Linked DNA regions of Capra hircus: region 2 is linked to region 1. The links are chromatin contacts, called in public Hi-C maps. All regions are on one chromosome and are shown on one strand. The core of a region is the stretch at or near the end of the contact, and the rest is flanking DNA. Distances in the headings are between cores, read along the strand shown. Region 1 overlaps COL4A3 (collagen alpha-3(IV) chain). Region 2 overlaps COL4A4 (collagen alpha-4(IV) chain).

The links. A called contact is a pair of places that touch in the nucleus more often than the background predicts.
Region 2: a Hi-C map of blood shows a contact between it and region 1, with 7 times the contacts expected there. The contact joins two enhancer-like sites. A contact is called at or near these places in 3 of 5 Hi-C or Micro-C datasets (blood and liver).

The regions. Positions count from the first base shown.
Region 1 is chr2:20,318,304-20,322,488 of ARS1.2, forward strand. It overlaps COL4A3 (collagen alpha-3(IV) chain), which reads right to left. Exons shown (of 52, transcript XM_018058855.1): 4 at 495-539. Among named protein-coding and RNA genes, the nearest start is that of MFF, 78 kb to the left of the region's middle. Within about 2 kb of position 2,673, at least 1 of the 5 cell types and tissues checked has an H3K27ac peak or open chromatin away from gene starts, as enhancers often do.
Region 2 is chr2:20,444,759-20,448,664 of ARS1.2, forward strand. The region is part of intron 4 of COL4A4 (collagen alpha-4(IV) chain); the gene reads left to right. Among named protein-coding and RNA genes, the nearest start is that of COL4A4, 39 kb to the left of the region's middle. Within about 2 kb of position 1,858, at least 3 of the 5 cell types and tissues checked have an H3K27ac peak or open chromatin away from gene starts, as enhancers often do.

The sequences.
Region 1 (4,185 bases), core at 1,423-3,922:
AACTGGGAACAGCTAAAAGCGATTTGAAACACACAAAAAAGCTGGACAAACTCTGTAAATCTTACATTTATATAACTTTTAAAAAGACATGATTAAGATCATTTTTGGCTTTTTAGGGGGATAGATTTTTTAAGGCATAATTTGCATAAAGTGCTCCAATCTTCCACAAACAGAACGAGGAATATTTACCTGTGTACATATGCATGTTTTGGTGATTCCCACCCAACGAGACACAGAACCTCTCCACCACCCTATACGTTACCCTCATGCAACTTTCCAGTCGATTAATACCTAACCCCAAGTGAGTAACCACTATGTAGATTTCTACCATTATAGAGTGCTTTTACCTGCCCTTGAACGGCATCTACAGAAGCGGCTCACACAACCTACTCCTTTGTGACATCTGTATAACTTTTACAGTGCCGGGGTTCTTTTTACTTTTTAAAACAAGATTTTTCATCAAACAGGCGGGATAGACTGGTTGGACTACTAACCCTCACGCCTTTGGCACCAGTCAGTCCTGGAGATCCTGGAGAGCCCTAGATCCAAATGCAAAAAACAAGGTAAGCACTGTGACAATTACTTGGCACTAATAAGCCCGTACATGAAAGGTCCTGGTTTTATTCACACGCCACACAGTTTTGCTCTTGCGATTATTTCATTGTTAACACGGTTCAATTGCTTGCTTGTTTCATTGGCGCTATAGTTATGTATCCGAAAGGACAAACAGAAATCCATTCATACCCCTGCTGCTCAAGGTGGGGGGCCCAACAGTAGCATCATCTGGGAGCTTGTTAGAAATGCGCCATCCTGGGTCTCCCCCACCTCCCAGACCTATTGATTCAGAATTTGCATTTCAACAAGATTTGATGATGATTCTTGCTCACATTAGTGTCTGAGAAGGGCTTCGGGAAAAGCCCCACATTAGCCAGACAGCTGCCGCGGGCTGATAAGGATGAATGACACAATTACAACGGCGGATGAGAATGGCAGGCAATATTTCTGTGCATGAGAACTACTTTATTAACAAAATGTGCCTGGCAGGCACAAATAAATAAATAGCAAACCGAGAACTGCCTGAACCAGAGATAAACTTGCTTTGAACACACAGTGAGTACACGTGGAGGTCCTGTTTCTTAAAGAATAGCCCCAAACAAAACTGTTTTAACAAAACCACTTGGTGTGAAAGTTCCATTGTCATCCAAAAGTTTTTCTTCATTCCTGAGAGTTTCAGTGTGTTTTGGTATTTCTGATTATTTTGAGGACAGGGTTGGTACAGAGACTTCTGAGACGGGACTGTCAAGGCCAAAGTCAGTCTTTCTTGTCTGAAGCGGAATTCCTAGGTGCGTGACCTTACCCCCGCCTCTGCCGGGGGCTGTCTGTAATCTGCAGATGCCAGAAGCGTGACCTGCAGATTTCAGTTCGCCATTATAAACTGTCTCATATAGAAAATATTCAGAATGAAGACCTTTATAAACCTGCAACACCTTTTTAATCAGGTTTTAATATTCTCTGATTGCCTACCTTTGGTTAAATTATCATTTGTGGCTGTATCTTTAGGCTACGGGCTTCCCAGGTGGTGCAGTGGTAAAGAATCTGCCTGCCAATGCAAGAGACGCAAGAGATGTGGGTTCAGTCCCTGGGCGGGGAAGATTGCCTGTAAGGAAACGGCAACGCACTCCAGTATTCCTGCCAGGAAAATCCCGTGGACAGAGGAGCCTAGCGGGCTACATTTCATGGGGTCAGAAAGAGTCAGACATGACTGAGCACAGCACAGAGCACAATACAGCCGCCCTAAGCTATGGTTTACTCTATCAGTTTTCTGGATGAATGTTATGGAACACCTACACATCATGTAACCCACACAAAGCACCACGTGTTTACAACCATAATTTTAATCCATTACTGACTTCTCTAGATAAAAGCTAAGGAGACCAGCAGAATGGAGTGCGGAAAACAAAACAAATAGGAGTGAGTTAGCATTCGGCTGACCTTAAGTCCAGGGCTGAAGTGACAAATTCACCTCCGGGGAAATGGAGGGAAATCTGAGAGCACGCCCTGAAGGAATGCAGCGGAATGTTCAGACACTAAGCATGTCTGAAACCAGACACTAAACATCCGGAATCGAAAGGACTTTTCTCACATTAGGATTAGAGAAAGGAGAAGGGAAGAAACAGAACGCATACGTGAATACAGGAAAGTAGAATCCCTGGAAGACAGGAAGTCTTGCGGCTGTAGCAATGGGCTTAATTTCTTTGACTGTAGGAATTTGATTCTGGCGTCATATAATCCTGGATTTGAACTCTGATTTTACCACCTATTAGCTGTGTAACCAGGACAAATCGCTTCATGTTCTGAGGGTCAGTTTCCTCATCTCTATGATGAAGATAATAATATGTCACCATCGTCATGACCAATGAGATCAATGTGAAGAATAAAAGAAATCCAGTCAAGAAGAAATGTCCCAATGCCCCAGAGCCTGACTCAGAAGAGGGGGAGCACACTGACTGAAGCCGCCCACCCTAGTCAGGCACCGTGGTAACCATTTGTGTGTTATCTTAGGACAGGAGGGACTGGTAAGGAACACGAACTGTAAGCTATCACCAACCGGAAAGTTTGGAAAGGTCAAAAGGAGACACCATGTATCCTACCGCCTCCCAGAATCCTCCGCGCTGGAATCCATCTTGACTGAGCAATACGTATGCCCCCAGGAAGGACCCTGAGTCAGAGTGATTGGCCAGAGACAACCCGGAAACTAACCCCATCACCATAAAACCCGAGACTGCAAGCCACAGGGCGGAGCAGTTCTCCTGGGTTCCCTTGCTCCGCTGCTCTCCAACCGGTGCCTCTTGCTTTGTCAGCTCGTGTGTTTCCTCGCACAGTTTATTTCCGAGTGTTAGACAAGAGCCTTGGAAGGGGTGCCCCTTCCTGCAACAAATTCACATAAAATGTTACCTAAATATTCTGCAACATCACTTAGGAAATTTAAAAAGATTTAAAATTATAATTTAAAAATTATAATCACCCTCCACAACGTATTAGTTAGTTCATAGCTTCCGGGAAGCCAGCAGGCAGGGGAGTGACCCAGAGGGTGCGTGAGAGTCCAGGCTTGAGTCCAGGCTTAATTCCACAGCAGAAAAGAGCCATCAGCAAATCTAGTTATGCAGTTATTTAGCAAATCCTCTAGGGCATTTATTTAAACAAAGCCCTTTGTTGTATCACAGACTTTAGGATAAAAATGTGTGGCGAGTGTGAAGGGCGGTGGGCTCTGGTAAGAACCTTAGGAGGCCCAACACTGAAGAACCCAGCTGAGAAACAGGAACCAGGGAAAGAAGGAAAGCATTGGGGAGGGGAGAGAAGAGAAAGGAGGGTTCCAGAAACAAAGGCCTGTGTTTCAAGGAGAAAAGAGGGAGCCTCACAGCTGGAAACGTAGCAGAGGGGTCGGGGCCAGACAAAGACACAGAGTATTCTCCACTGACCTTTTGGGGGTCGAGTGCAAAGTGGAGGTCTTGGGTTTTCAGGGAGGGAGCAGAAGGCAAATTGTTGCTGGCTAAGGAGTGAATAGGAGATGAACCACAGCCTGTGTGGTTGGTTCTTTTTTTTTTTTTTAAAGAAGTCTGTCTGAGATAGGAAAGGATGGCAGTCCTTGGATTATAGTGCTGGAAAGATCCAGAGGAAGTTATATGCTGGTATGGGTTTTGCATAAAGATGGAAAGAGAAAAACCAATAACCAAGTTGACACAGCTGAGAAAGAGGACACATCATCAGAACGCGATTCTAGTGGAAATCCCAGTGACCAGGATACAGGTAGAGAATAGGGCTTGAATGGAGGCAGAAAACACCTCACCAGCGGCCAATGCAGGTGTTCAGTTCAGTTCGGTTGCTCAATCGTGTTCGACACTTTGCGACCCCACGGATTTTAGCACGCCAGGCCTCCCTGTCCATCACCAACTCCTGGAGTTTACCCAGACTCATGTGTACTGAGTCGGTAATAAGCATCCAACCATCTTATCCTCTGTCGTCTCCTTCTCCTCCTGCCTTCAGTCTTTCCTAGAATCAGGGTCTTTTCAAATGAATCATCTCTTCCATGCAGGTGTTCAGTTCAGTTCAGCTCAGTCGCTGAGTCGTGTCTGATTCTTTGCGACCCCATGAATCGAAGCATACCAGGCCTCCCTGTCCATCACC
Region 2 (3,906 bases), core at 608-3,107, 130 kb after region 1:
AAAATAAATAATATTCATTTAACCTCCATTAAAATTTTTTTTAAAACAGCTGAAAATCCTGAGTCAGTGATATTATAGACTTAACTGACCAATTTTTTCCTTTATTGAATGAGGTGAACTTAAGGCACAAGAAAACACTTGCCATTGCAGTCCGGTCTCCTTGGACTGTCTACTCTTTGAGTAACACCTTTTTTGTTGTTGTTATTTATCTTATGATCCTCCTATATCTCCAGCAGTTGTTTCATTTGCAATAGAGAAGGACCTTGGAGGCACCCCTAAAGGGTTTAGGCTGCACATTGAGGCCTAGTTGAGCTTTAAGTGATGTTATAGTGCCACCTAGTGGCATAGTTTTTGAAACACAGTCAAGAATTTAAAAGACAGGGTTGCTGGCAAACTCTTCTTTGTTAATTTTGATTATAAATAAGTGCTTGAGTGTATATTTAATTATACCGTGGAAGGCAGTGGCCAAGGTGGGCTGGGGGTGGTTTTATTACACAGATTCCTGGTCCCAGTAATCTTACTGGACGACATCACCCCAAGTAGATATTAAAGTAACATGCATGAAACAATAATGAGAAATAAGTGCTAAGCTTATGTGGGTGTTAATTGTTTGAAGGTGGATATGAGAGTTTATACAAGAGTGAGGTTGAAAAGGACTGTAGTGAAAAGGGAAGCAGCAACTTTGAAGTCGGGTGTGACTCTGCTTCTCCAGGTGGTAGCCAAGTGGCCTTCATCTCTCTGAGCCTGGGCTTCCTCATTTGGGGAAGAAAAAGTAGATGTAGGATGACTTTGCACTCTAAGGATGTAAGGATTCCATGCGAGGAAGGCATAGTACTTTTCCAGGGACCAGAATGGGGTGAGTGCTCTGTGAGGGGTGTCCCAGCATCGTCATCATTGTTGTCATCATAATTTGGGTTGGGGGAAGGTTGAATCTGAGCTACAGGGCTCAGATACCAAGGCTGCTATTCCTTCAGGCAAAGAGAATGCACAAATGTGACTGGAGCAGAGGATGTGGGTGCAGGCCCTTAGGGACCATGGTTTGCTGGCGTGGAGGAGGATGGGCTGTGCTCATTGCAGTGTTGACGGAAGCAAGGACACAACATAGGGAAGACTGAGGGTTAGTTGACATTGGTAGGTGCAAGTGAGGGGGAGATTGGACTTAGGGAAGCAGGGGAGGCTGGTGCTTGGGTAGCCCACGTGGATGACCAGACTGTGACCCAGGGTCCAGAGGGACAGACATCTGAGAATTAATTCAGGGAAAGAAGTGATAGGCTTGGTCTTGGGAGAAGGAGGGATAGAGGGTCAGCAAAGCTGACAGCTGGGTCACCACCCAGCTTAGCTGGTGGAAGAAACCCAAGTTGCTGTCTGCTGAGTCAGGGAGGAAAAAGGCAGGAAAACCAGTCTGGGCGTGGTGAGCTCAGCTTCTGACATGATGAGTGTGAATGTACAGGGAAGAAGATTCAAGAAAGTTCCTACAGAACAGTCAGAGATACAGGATGGGACTAGGAAATTAGATTTGAGAACAGAAAAATAGAGGTCTTTAACTAATTTGATGAGCACTGTTATATGTGGACTTTCCTCATTTATATAGGAATAATAATCCACTGTCCTCAGTGCTGCTGGTTGGCTTAAATGAAGTAATATATGGACACCCCAGGTGCATAACCAAGCTTAATAAATACCTTCCCCTTCCTGCGACACTTTTGATGATCAATGTCGTGGTCTTATTGGCCAAGAGTGATTTGGAAATTTATGTGTAAACAGTGTAATAAAAGGCTTTCCAGATGGCTCAGTGGTAAAGAATCTGCCTGCCAATGCAGGAGATCAGGAGAGGTGGGTTCAGTCCCTGAGTCCGGAAGATCCCCTGGAGAAGAAATTGACAATCCGCTCCAGTGTTCTTGCCTGGAAAATTCCAAGCAAAAACAGGGGAGCCTGGCAGGCTACAGTCCATGGGGTTGCAAAAGAGTTGGACACAGCTTAGTGACTTCACTTTCATTTTTACTTTCTGGCTCAGACGGTAAAGTGTCTGCCTACAGTACGGGAGACCTGGGTTCAATCCCTGGGTTGGGTAGATCTCCTAAGGAAATGGCAACCCACTCCGATATTCTCACCTGGAAAATCCCATGGATGGAGGAGCCTGGTGGGCTACAGTCCATGGGGTCGCAAAGAGTCGGACACGACTGAGTGACTTCACTTTCACGTTAGTGACTAAACAACAGTATAATGAAAGCACCTTTCTTGTTTGTTCATTCATTCCATTCACTCAGGGTTCTTGCGCGGATTCTCCGATTCTAAAGGAGCAAGAAGTAGTGGCAGAAAAAGTGTGATTGTGTGTGCATCTGCCGTTGTCTTCCTGCAGCTGTTTCTCCCAGTCCTCACACTGCTCAATAGACGGAGGATTTCTTTTTTTAAAAATTTATTTTAAGTAAAATTACTTTCCAATATTGTGGTGGTTTTTGCCATACACCACATGAATCAGCCATGGGTGTACATATGTTCCTCCATTCCTCTTAGGGTTTGCTTCCCAGAAGCAAGCAGACCAGTGGTAGCCCAAAAGGCTGATTTGAAGATTTAGGTGTTAAAATGCACATATCGTCTTCTCTGTTGGTCTCGTGTACTAAATGTTGTGAAATAAAGGTAGTTTGATCCTAGCCCAGCTCAAGAGACGCATCTGACACGGACGGTTAATGAGGGGGAATCCTAAAGGAATGCTCTGGCCTCCGAGAGCCAGGCAGGCGTGGGAGCCAGTGTCCACTCCGATCGCCTTCAGCCTTTATTTGTTCAGCTGGCCCGAGAGCCCGGTGCGGCTGCAGCCGCAGTGGGGAGGCGCGTGAATGGGTCTGATGACTCGGCGTCCGGCTGGCCTTTGGGTAGAAAGCCATGGCCTGGCGGCTTCCCATGGCATGCCAGAGCTTCCTCGGCTGTCAGGCCGATTGTCCTTTCTGGATTCAGTGAATCCTTTTTCTGACTTCACCGTCTCTCACTGAAGGTCATAAACCGCAGAGGCAATTCCAGACCCACAGTAGCAAAAAAAAGAAAGAAAAAACAGAAAAAATGCAGGGATCCTACCTCTGACAGCCAGCCATTCATTCCCTTGGGCATTTTTTTCTTTTCGCTACAGTGACTGAAATGCAATGATCCATTGCCTAGCATGGGTGAAAGGTGCAGGGGTAGGAGTGGAATATTTCTTAAAAAAAAAACCCAAAACTCCTTTTTTTAAAGATGCAAAATTCTTGTGATTATTTAATGATTCTGTAGTTACAGAAGTGTCTTGTCTTGTTCAATCGCTAAGTTGCATCCGACTCTTTAAACCCCATGGACTGCAGCACCGTTCTTCACCATCTCCTAGAGTTTGCTCAGATTCATGTCCACTGAGTCAGTGATGCTGTCTAACCATCTCATCCTCTGTCATCCCCTTATTTATGTCTATTCATTGTGAAGTTAATTTTAGTGTTGCCTGATAAATTAGTAAGCTCAACTCTTTACTTTTAAACATGTTTTTTTTCCTTTTATTGATCCCTTCTTTTATATGAAATGTTCCCTTGGTGTCTCTAATTTTCTTGGAGAGATCTCTAGTCTTTCCCATTCTGTTGTTTTCCTCTATTTCTTTGCATTGATCGCTGAGGAAGGCTTTCTTACCTGTTCTTGCTATTCTTTGGAACTCTGCATTCAGATGCTTATATCTTTCCTTTTCTCCTTTGCTTTTTGCTTCTCTTCTTTTCACAGCTATTTGTAAGGCCTCCTCAGACAGCCATTTTGCTTTTTTGCATTTCTTTTCCATGCAGATGGTCTTGATCCCTGTCTCCTGTACAATGTCATGAACCTCTGTCCATAGTTCATCAGGCCCTCTATCTATCAGATCTAGGCCCTTAAATCTATTTCTCACTTCCACTGTATAATCATAAG